3 separate regions of the Sus scrofa genome follow, and all the other regions are linked to region 3. Evidence: chromatin contacts called from public Hi-C data. All regions are on one chromosome and are shown on one strand. The core of a region is the stretch at or near the end of the contact, and the rest is flanking DNA. Distances in the headings are between cores, read along the strand shown. Region 1 has its middle 30 kb from the start of GLOD5. Region 2 holds the start of SUV39H1 (histone-lysine N-methyltransferase SUV39H1). Region 3 holds the start of HDAC6 (histone deacetylase 6).

Region 1 (3,484 bases), core at 702-3,201, 71 kb after region 3:
GCCTTTTCTAGGGCCATTCCCACAGCATATGGAGGTTCCCAGGCTAGGGGTCTAATTGGAGCTACAGCCACAGCAATGCGGGATCCGAGCCGCATCTGCAACCTATACCACAGCTCACGGCAATGCTGGATCCTTCACCCACTGAGCAAGGCCAGGGATCGAACCCACAACCTCATTGTTCCTAGTCGGGTTCATTAACCACTGAGCCACGACGGCAACTCCAACAGCATGTCCTGTAGACGGTTCCTCCAGCGGGTACATGTGTGACACCCTCATTCTGTTTGTGTCTAGGCCTCTGGATTGTTTTGTGGTCCATATCAAAAGGGTGAGGTCTTGGCTGGGATTTTTTTTTATTTTTCTTTTTAGGGCTGCACCTATGGCATATGTAGGTTCCCAGGCTCTAGGGGTTGAATCGGAGCTACAGCTGCCAGCCTACGCCACAGCCACAGCAACTCGGGATCCAAGCTGTGTCTGCAACCTACACCACAGCTCACGGCAATGCTGGGTCCGTAACCCACCGAGTGAGGCCAGGGATCGAACTTGCATCCTCATGGATCCTAGTTGGGTTTGTTAACCACTGAGCCATGAAAGGAATTCCTTAGCTGGAATTTTTGTTTTTGAAAAAAAAATTTTATTGTAATGATTTTTATGTTTTCCATTATAGCTGGTTTAGTGGTCTGTCAATTTTCTATAGTACAGCAAGAGACCCAGTCACACATACATATATGTCCATTTTTTTCTCACATTATCCTCCATCATGCTCCATCATAAGTGACTAGATATAGTTCCCAGTGCTATACAGCAGGATCTCTTTGCTCATCCATTCCAAAGGCAATAGTTTCTTGGCTGGGATTTTTAAGGTAAATCCCAGGGGGTGAGGTCTCTGAGCTGTTTGGGGGTCTGTGTCTGCGCTGTGAGGTATGTCAGCCATTTGGGATTCACATCCCAGTGTGGAGACGTTTTAATGTCCCAGGGAGTGAAGTCTCTGAGATGTTTGTAGGAGTCTGAGACTGAAGGATGCTATCTATGAACTAACTGTGTGTTCTCTGAGCTTTTTTGCCAGCTTTTGGCCAGAGTATGAGGTCTCTAGGCTGTTTTGTGGTCATTGTCCACAGTGTGAGATCCCTAAACTGTTTTGGACTCTGTGCCCCATGGGGTGAGGTCTCCAGGCTCTTTTGTGCTCTGTGTCCAATGATGGGATATTTCCTGAGCCATTTGGGGTACGTTTCCAGTGCTGAGGTCTCATTCCATCTCACAGCCAGCCTGTACGTGACAGTATAACATGAATCACTCTTTCCCCGCTAGTTGCGTGCTCCTTCCATTCTTGTGAGCACAGACCTGTGCATGTGTATTTCCTTAGAACACATACTTAGAAGTGAACTGCCAGGTCAGAGGAGTCATTTATTTAGCAGTCCCTACTTTGACTACCTAATGTGTGCAAAGCACCGTTTTAAGTGCTGCAGAGACACAGAGGAAACAGAAATCCATATACATCCTGGAGGTACTGCCATCCTAGTGGGAAGGTGTGTCATTTTTTTTATTCCGATAGATGTTGGCACACAAATTCACACTTTCATCAGTAGCACTGGGAGAAATGAAACCTCCTTATGGGCCAGGACTGCAGCAAGGGGTTGGATCCCTTGCCCTCGCTCTCAACAGGCTCATCAGATTTGGGATGGTCCACTGGGGAGATATGTGAGAGTGAGACGGGGAGGGAACATGGGCAGGGGGAGGAAGATGTGAAAGAGAAATATCTACTTAGTTGTATTGGCGTGAACCAATTGACATGATATCAACATCAGTGGAAAACTGATATGAAATAGCCCTTCTTAGGTCACGCACGCAGTGTGAGGGGTGGGAATGAATAGTTAATGATGAGACATTGCAGATCCTGGACACACCTTTGCGGGATGGGACAGTCCACTCTGGGAGGTACCACGGGGACGGGGGGGGGGGCCGTGTACTTTGGAAGAAACCACTGTGCATGTGAGGACACCTAAGACTTTGCGCATGGATCAGCCCCTGCCCCAAATGGAGAGAATGGCGATGCCCTGACCGACCTTGGCCTCGGAGGCCAGGCATGTGGGGGGAACCCCACCCTCAACCTGGAGCCTCCACCTATCTGGAAGCCGCCATCACCATGACCTTTCATTTGGTCCCGCCTGGGTTGGTTCTACCGAGTCTAATCAACAGCGGCGGGGTGGGGTGGGGGTGGGGTTGGAAGGCGGTAGCTGGAGCGGTGATTGGCTGCTGGGTGAGTAGGGTGGGAGCAAGTCCTGCCCTCAGCTATGATTGGCCGCCGTGAGATTGCCTACTCAAGCTCTTCCAGGGTACAGAGGTTTTCCCAAATCTCTTACAGGCTATGAGCCGGATCCCCCTGGCTCCAGGCTGTCATTGGCTACTGGTTTGGCGCAGGCGCTATGGCTCTCGGTTTGGCGTTTGGGGTTGCTGAGGCAGGGCTTTGGCTACTGGAGACTGTAGGTTCGAATCCCATCTAGGAACTTCAGTTTCCGCACCTGTAAAAGAAGCTGGCATTATTGGCTGACACAGATTGTGTCGGGTAATCTTTTCTATTCTCTTCTATCTGTTCTTTCTCTTTTTAAAACAATGCTTATTGCATCCCATTATATTGATTTCTGGATCCACTCCCAGGTCACAACAGCACTGAAAAAAAATTCTCCAGGGCTTCTGACATCCGTGTAACAGGCTGCCTCTGTAGGTCCGAGTCCTGCAGAGAAGGTTCAAGGCGATCTCACGATCCTCCTCCAAATCATCCCTTCCTCCCTCCGGAGAGGATGACTTGGAAGTTTCCTGTCCCCTCTGGTCCAGGCCTGAGTTGGGGTGTGGGGCAGTGCATGTATGAAGGAGTAGGGTGAGGGGCTGGGCCATACCCGGCTAGAGAGCAATGCATGATCTCATGCTGTAAGCTGGAGGGGCGTGTGGCAATTAAAAGGAGAATTTTGAAGGCGGGGGGAGGGGCGAGACTTAAAGGAGTAAACTTTTTAATGATGGGATTTTAAGTATCAGGCTGGGGAGATGTTCGGCTGAGTGTAGGTGAGTAGGAGGAAAGTGGTTCTCAAGTCAGTCAACTCATAAGGTTCCTGTGCTGTGTGCAGTTTGGGGGACTTGTGTCTGGAATGTCAAATCTCAGACTTGCGTTGGAATCTCAGTTCAGGGCAGGGCATCTCTGAACAAATTGTGAAGTCTCTCAGCTATTTTGAGGTCTGCATCACAGGGGTTTTAGGTCTTCCAGATGTTTGTGGGTCTCTGTCCTAGGGTGTGAAATCTCTAAGTTGTTTGAGGGTCCTTGTCTTTGCAAGTGTAGGGTTTTGGTTTTTGTTCTTTCTTAAAGTTGAATCTGACTTTTGGTTTTTGGCATTTCTTGGACTGCGAAAGGGGCTTAATGTTGTTTTCTGAGCTTGTGGAACGATGTATTTAAGCTTTATAAGTTACTTTTTATGTCCTTAGATCTTTTTCCCTTTAA
Region 2 (3,618 bases), core at 127-2,626, 120 kb after region 3:
TCCAGCTCTCCCATTAGGGAAGCCCCTGCACCTCTTCCTGGAAGAGTCCTCTCTGCTGCAAGCCCTTCCCCCATCACGCTGCGAGGAGATACCCTCCCCCTGAAGAGTCCCCTGTCCCCCAACTCTGAAAAGGAGGTCCGTCCCCTTCCCTTCCCTCCCCTTCCGGCGTCTCGCGTGGACACCAAGCGGGTAACGGTCACCGGCAGCCAATTTTCCCGCGCGCGGGCGCGGCCTCCCCGACAAGTCCCCGCGCGTGCGCGCGCCGTCCTGTCGCGAACTGCGGCGCGCGCCCCCCTCCCGCGTCCCCACTTAGCCCCGTGCCCGCCGCGTTCCGAGGCACGCGCCCCCTCCCCTCAGCCCCGCCCAGCCCCGCGCGCCAGGCCCGCGCGCCCCGAGCCCCAGCCTTTCGGCGCCGAGCTTCCGGCTCCCGGCCCCGTGGCCTCGGACGCCGGGGCCCCGAGCCCGCGACGCCACCCCTCCAGCCCACCCGGCCCGGCCAGCGGGCCCGCGTCGCTGCCGCCACTGCTTCACCTTTTAAATTTTCCGCCATCTTTCCCCACGGCTAACGACATTCGGGCCTAACCGGCCTCGCGAGAAGAGAGCTCGCGCGGGCGTGGCCGAGAACGCGCAGCCTATTGGCCGCGCCGCGCCGCGAGCAGCGCCAGCGCGGACCAACCGGCGAGCCGTGACCGGACCCCTCCCCGCCACCCGGCTCGGTCCCGAAGGCGGGTGCTCGCCGGCGCTTTCCCAGAGTGCGTCTGGGCGGCGGCGGCGGCGACGGCTGTGGCTGCCGAGGTTGCCGGAGGCCCTGCCCGTACGCCGGTCTGTCTGTCACGCTATCAGCCAATCACGTTGTCAGCCAGCCGCACGGGGGGATTCTCCGTCTTGTCAGACCCCCAATTACGGCCGTCAGTCAGTCCGTCACCACATTTTTAACCCCAAGCAGGCCATGACTCCCCAGGTGGACTACCGCCACACACAGCTGCTCAGGCAGTCACCCGACTCAAATCAGACAATGGGTCATTCACCACGACCACCGCCTCATCAGACCCCTGCCCCCCATTCACGCTGTTAGTCTGTCAATAGCAGCATCCACTCGTGCCCTGGGGCCAGCTGCGAGACCCTCAAGGCAGACATACGGCGCTGACAGCAGCTACGCTGCACGCCCGCCGGCCTGTCATTCTCTTAGCCTGTCCTTTTGTCACACCGTCAGTCGGTCCAGCAGCCAGGCTCTTCATCTACCCTGGCCCTGGGAGCAGCTCCAAACCCCGAAGGAGGGGGGTGGCGGGGGGATCATTTCACCACCGACGGGGCCCTCGGGCTGCCTCTGATTATACCATGACAGGCTGTCATTGTCAGCATCTAATGTAGCCCTGTCGTGGTGCAGTCACTCTCTCCACTGTCAGTTGGTCACTCTGTAATTCCCTCGGGTTCCTCCCCATTCACACCACGGATCAGGCAATTATTTCCTCGTAGTCAGAGCAGCTAAAGCCTCCAGGCCACCCGTCAGTGGTCAGCAGTCTGTCACCTCTCAGGCGATGCATGCCCCCCATTGGTCGGTCAGTCAACATCCTCCCACCCCTGGGCCCTCTCAAGGCGGCCGTGATTCTATCCGACGACAGGCATGGGATCGGGCAGCTACGCTGATCTTTCAGTGGGCCAGCTGGCCTGTGACTCATTCAGTCTGCCCCTCATATCAGCCAGCCAGGTAGCCATTCTCAGCATCCGACTGGCCACATGATATGTCAGGCATGGTGTGATCTGGCCAGTGTGGACAGTCAGTCGCCAGATATGGCTTGCCTATCAGTTGGCAACAGATCGTCCATCAGTCAGCCTGAAATTCCCTTGGGGTAGATTTCCTTTACACATCGCCAGACAGCGTGACATCCAGACACTCCCTCGGGCCGGGTGTGATTCCTAGGAATAGTCAGCCATTCACAGTATCCCACCACCTAGGCAAGCAGCAACAACACGGGTCATCAATCAGCCAGCCTGTAAGTCCCCCAGGAGCCTGCCTGCCTTCTGCATTATCAGGTCACCAGCTCCAGCCAGTCCCAGGTGGGCTGTAATTCAGTTAGATTTTCAGTAGCTCACGGTGTCAGGAAACCGCACTGTCATTTCCTCAAATTGCCCCTCTCCCTGTCGGTCCATGAGTTATGTAGTCAACCAAATGGTTATACAGTTAACCAAACGGTTGTTCTGTGCCTGCCAGCCCAGCTGTGACCTGGTTGGAGAAATGGTTGATCAGGCTGAGCTTCCAGTAGCCCCTGCTTGCTGTGAAACAGCTAACAGTGGAGTCTCACCGTGGAGTCCCCCTCTCTCCCTTATTCTTTCTAGAACAGAGTCAGATGCTGACCTTCACATGCCCCCAGTCTCCCCAGGCACACGGGACCTTCCCACTCCCAGGAGTCAAGGAGGCCTGTCGAACCCACAAAAGTGGTTTAAGTCATGACCTTTTTCTTTCTTTCTTTCTTTCTTTCTTTTTTTTTTTTTTTTTGTCTTTTCTAGGGCCTCTCCTACAGCATATGGAGGTTCCCAGGCTAGGGGTCTAATCAGAGATGTAGACGCCAGCCTACGCCAGAGCTACAGCAACGCGGGATCTGAGCCACGTCTGCAACCTACACCACAGCTTAGGGCAATGCCGTATCCTTAACCCACTGAGCAAGGCCAAGGATCCAACCCACAACCTCGAGGTTCCTAGTCAGATTCGTTAACCACTGAGCCATGATGGGAACTCCCATGACCTGGGGGACACAAAGAGGTTTAATGGGTGTTGGGGAGCATCACTTGTCCTTCCCCCCAAAGGATGTAGTGGGTTAAGGCTTGGATTCTACAGCCCAGCTACCTGGGTTCAGTCCAGCTCTACCATTTACTAAAGTGTGTGATCTTAAGCCAGTTTCTTCATCTGTAAAACCTCAGATGAGTGACCTTGGGGTGGGCTTCTCCTGCTCACCTGGAACATGAATCTTTCTGGACTAGCACCTTCTTTTTTTTTTGGGTGGGGGGAGCCCAAACCCATGGCATGTGGAGGTTCAGGCTAGGGGTCGAATCAGAGCTATAGTGGCCGGCCTACGCCACAGCCACAGCAACATGGGATCCGAGACACGGCTGCGACCTACATCACAGCTCATGGCAACACCGGATCCTTAACCCACTGAGCAAGGCCAAGGATTGAACCCACGTCCTCATGAATGCTAGTCGGGTTCATTAACCACTGAGCCACGACAGGAACTCCCGAACCCTATCTTAATGTCATTCCCCTCAGCACATCGTGGTACTTATCATGATCTATACCTATCTTTTGTTTCTATTTAATTTCAAGTTTCTTTTCCAGCTCCTGCCCTAGAATGCCAGCCTTACCAGAGCAAGAATTTTTGTCCGCTTTTTCCCACTGCTTTATCCCCAGCTCCTAAAGTAGTGTCGGGTGTGAACTGGAGTTTGGCACTTGCCACCTGCCTCTACAAGGATGGCATCATGAGCCACTGCAGCTGCTGGCCCTCAATGCCCCCCCTCCCAAAGGAGCTCAGGTTGGAGACAAGGAGCGAAGCGCTCTGTGCTCTGGGAAAAACCGGCAGAACAGGAGTTCCCTTTGTGGTTCAGTGAAAACAAATCCGACTA
Region 3 (3,269 bases), core at 393-2,892:
GGGAACCTCCCACACTCTCCAGGATGGAGAACCTCACGGTTTTGATTGTCACAGGAGGCTACATTGCAGCCAGGCCCCCTCTCACCAGCCCTTGGAGCCCCACGATTAGGTCTTGCTCGGCTGCTTGGCTAAGCTTCTTCATTCTGCCTTTCTTCTTTACATCCGCTAGATTGGGGCTGGAGCGGAGTCCGGCACCCTTTTTAACACCTCGCTTCTGCCAAACAGAGAGAAGGGTCAGAGTCCAGTACACGGCCCACTGCTCCCCCTCCCCCTCAAGAGGGCCGGTCAGGGGCCTCACCGAGGTGACGCTGGAGTCGTGTGGGGGGGAGTGGGGGTTGTGCCTACTTCTTCGCTGCCTGGTTGTGGTGGAATCCTGGCCGGTGGAGGTCATGGCTGGGGAGACTTCACCCCTGACGCGGTTCTGGGGGGTGGGATGGAGGTGACTGAGAAGGGGCCCCGAGCGCCCTGAAGACCCCTCATCCCAGCCCCTTCCCAGGCCCCGCCCCCTACGCTAGCCTCCATCCCTTAGGCTATCTATTCCCCACCACCTCTAAACTCCGCCTCTCTCAAGGCTCTCTCCCTCCAAGGGGGTGTCCATTCCACTTGGTCCCGCCCATTCCACGAGGCTCCACCCCTTTACACTATTCTTTACCCTTTCGGTCTGGCTCTTTCACAGAGCAATTAACCCCCTGGCCCAGTCCTGATCTAAGCCAGCCCTTGCCAGCTAATCACCGCCCCTTTCACTCTATCAAGCCCCATTCCCAGATCCTTTCATTCCTCAAAGCCTCGCCCAGACCCCACCCCTTCGCAAACCTGCCCTGGCCAGCCAATCTCCCAGGATAATCACCCACCCTTTCACTCAGCCAGCCCCAGCCCCGGGCCCCGACTCCACCCTTAACGATCCACTTAACTCCACCCCTTATCGGGCTGGACCGGCACCTTCCACTAGGCTAGATCCCGCCCCTAACGTTTCAAGGAGCCCAGCTCCTCAGGGGACTGCCCTTTCCCTTCCGCCAGGCTCCACCCCCTGCCCAGGCCCAACCCCAAACGCTTCCCCAAGCCCCTACAGCCATTTCCGAGCCCCTCCCCCAGACCCGCCCCCCCCTCCCCGCCCCCGCTGTCGACGTTGACGAATCCCTCCACTCACTTGGCGCAGCCCCTTTCTCAAACTCCGCCCTTGGCGCGCGCCGCCAATTTCTCGGCGACCTGTAGGGCCGCGGGTGCCTGAGCCTCTCTTTTCCATTGGGCCAGATCTCTCTACAGCCCGCCCCGATCCCGCCCACACCGGGGAGAGCCGGCCTTGCGCCTCCAGCGGAACGCACAAACGGCGGATCAGCGCGTCAGTGCGCGACGCTGGCCGTGCCGCGCCTGCGTGAAGCGCGCGCCGGCTGCCTGACGCGGCGCTCGGGCTCAAGCTTCTCCCCTCCCCCAATCGCCACAGCTGTCACCCTGGCGGTCGTGACCGCGGTTTCTTTGTCCCTGTCCAGTTACCTTAGGAGCCCACCGGACTCGCGCCAACTGTACCGTGCGGTGACTCAAGAGTGCAAGCAAGCAAGCGAGGGAGTTAGGAAAGGGCGTCTTCTCCCTGCCCCCTGGCTTCCCGCGCGGCGCGCCGTGATGACGTAGCGCGGGCGGGCTGGTGGCTGGGCCTGGAGCGCGGTGGAAATTGGACGAGGCTGGTGGCGGCCAAAAAGGGAGTGGTGATGATGACAAATGTGAGAATTTTCTGAGTTCATATTCACTAAGGTGGTACGCAAGGAAGCACTCACCAAATGTTAGCTATTAATAGTCTGCCGCGAAAATGGATGGTGGAATGGAAGGGGGAATGATCGTGACGATAGCAAGTTGTATGTGACAGGCATTGTCGTAAGCCACAGTTCTATGAGGTACTTCCCAGTACTAAGGCTGCTTTGCAGATAAGGAAACTGAGGTTATGGGACTTAGCCATGTGACTTTGGGCAAGTTACTGAACGACTCTGTGCTTCAGTTTCCTCCTCTGGGAAATTGTGATAATAGTGCCGGGGAGTCAGAATGGACCTTGGGAGGGGAGTTTTTCTTGGGTGACAGCTCTTCCTGTCTGCTCCCTCCAGTGGGTAACCTCTGCACGCAAGCTGGAATAGAAAGTGTATGGGTAGGGGGGAGTTGCGCCCCCCCCCCACAATGCGCCCTCCCAACTCTCTCCCACCCCATGGCTAAATGTCTGAATATCAGCCTCGCAGGAGGCCGGTTTGTCCTCCTAATCTCCCTCTCTCATTCTTCACCATTTCCTACCGGGCTGTAGGCTGGGGCGGGAGAGATAAGGGGTCTGGGGTTCAGCATCGCTGACTAACCAACAGATTGACAGCCCCACCGCCCAGTAGCTGGGCCCTCTGACACTCTTGCAAACCCGTTTCAACCTAGTCTTCCCTTCCACTCTTTTCCTACCTGAACGTGTCTTTTGTCCCAGTGGAAGAGGGTCGCAGCTAAAAGACCTTTACACCTCCACGTACGCCAGAGAAAACATGTATATGCAGTGATAAACACAGAGGAACGTTCTGAGGTGATGCTTGCAAAGTGAAAGAGTAGGGAGTCTTGTAAGGGCCAAGACCCACTTTTTTTGTATAGTCAGAAGGGAGGTTTCTGTACAACAAAGGTTGGCAAACTTTTTCTGTAAAGGGCCAGATAGTAAATATTTTAGGTTTTGCAGGCCACATACTGGCCTCTGGGGCATTTTCTTCCTTCCTTTTCTTTCTTTCACTTTCTCTTTTCTTTTCTTCATCTTCTTTTTTTAGGGCTGCACTCGCAGCATATGGAGGTTCCCAGGCTAGGGGTCCAGTCGGAGCTGTAGCTGCCGGCCTACACCACAGCCACAGCCACAGCCACACCAGTTTGGAGCCGTGTCTGAGACCTACACCAGAGCTCAGTGCAATGCCGAATCCTTTAACCCACTGAGCCAGGCAAGGGATTGAACCTGCGTCCTCGTGGATGCTAGTCAGATTCGTTTCTGCTGAGCCATGACGGGAACACCTTCCCTTTTCTTTCCTTTTCTTTCTTTTGCCTTTCCATGGCACACAGAAGTTCCCAAGCCAGAGATGGATCTTGAGCCACAGCCACAGTGACTATGCCAAATCCTTAACCACTAGGCCGCCAGGAAACTCCTCCTTTCCTTTTTTTGTTTCCCTTTCTTTTTTTCTTTTCCTTCTTATTTCCTTTCAGTTTCCTCCTCTGGGAAATTGTGATAATAGTGCCGGGGAGTCAGAATGGACCTTGGGAGGGGAGTTTTTCTTGGG

What was found. Hi-C and Micro-C count contacts between places; a contact is called where the count stands out from the background.
Region 1: a Hi-C map of skeletal muscle shows a contact between it and region 3, with 5 times the contacts expected there. The contact joins the enhancer-like site here to the promoter of HDAC6 in region 3. A contact is called at or near these places in 7 of 47 Hi-C or Micro-C datasets (heart right ventricle, liver, retroperitoneal adipose tissue and 2 more) and 1 of 2 datasets of contacts at active chromatin or transcription factors (alveolar macrophages).
Region 2: a Hi-C map of heart right ventricle shows a contact between it and region 3, with 2.9 times the contacts expected there. The contact joins the promoter of SUV39H1 here to the promoter of HDAC6 in region 3. A contact is called at or near these places in 4 of 47 Hi-C or Micro-C datasets (alveolar macrophages, blood, epiblast stem cells and 1 more) and 1 of 2 datasets of contacts at active chromatin or transcription factors (alveolar macrophages).

The regions. Positions count from the first base shown.
Region 1 is chrX:42,845,333-42,848,816 of Sscrofa11.1, reverse strand. No RefSeq gene overlaps it. Among named protein-coding and RNA genes, the nearest start is that of GLOD5, 30 kb to the left of the region's middle. Within about 2 kb of position 1,951, at least 70 of the 83 cell types and tissues checked have an H3K27ac peak or open chromatin away from gene starts, as enhancers often do. A contact at or near this core is called in alveolar macrophages, liver, retroperitoneal adipose tissue and 2 more, where this site is marked.
Region 2 is chrX:42,795,067-42,798,684 of Sscrofa11.1, reverse strand. SUV39H1 (histone-lysine N-methyltransferase SUV39H1) reads right to left here and starts at 1,376. Exons shown (of 6, transcript XM_021080076.1): 1 at 532-1,376. The coding sequence starts at 550.
Region 3 is chrX:42,916,284-42,919,552 of Sscrofa11.1, reverse strand. HDAC6 (histone deacetylase 6) reads right to left here and starts at 1,642. Exons shown (of 29, transcript XM_003360315.5): 1 at 1,492-1,642; 2 at 299-421; 3 at 86-214. The coding sequence starts at 391. LOC110257658 (a long non-coding RNA gene) reads left to right here and starts at 1,630. Exons shown (of 6, transcript XR_002340570.1): 1 at 1,630-1,715.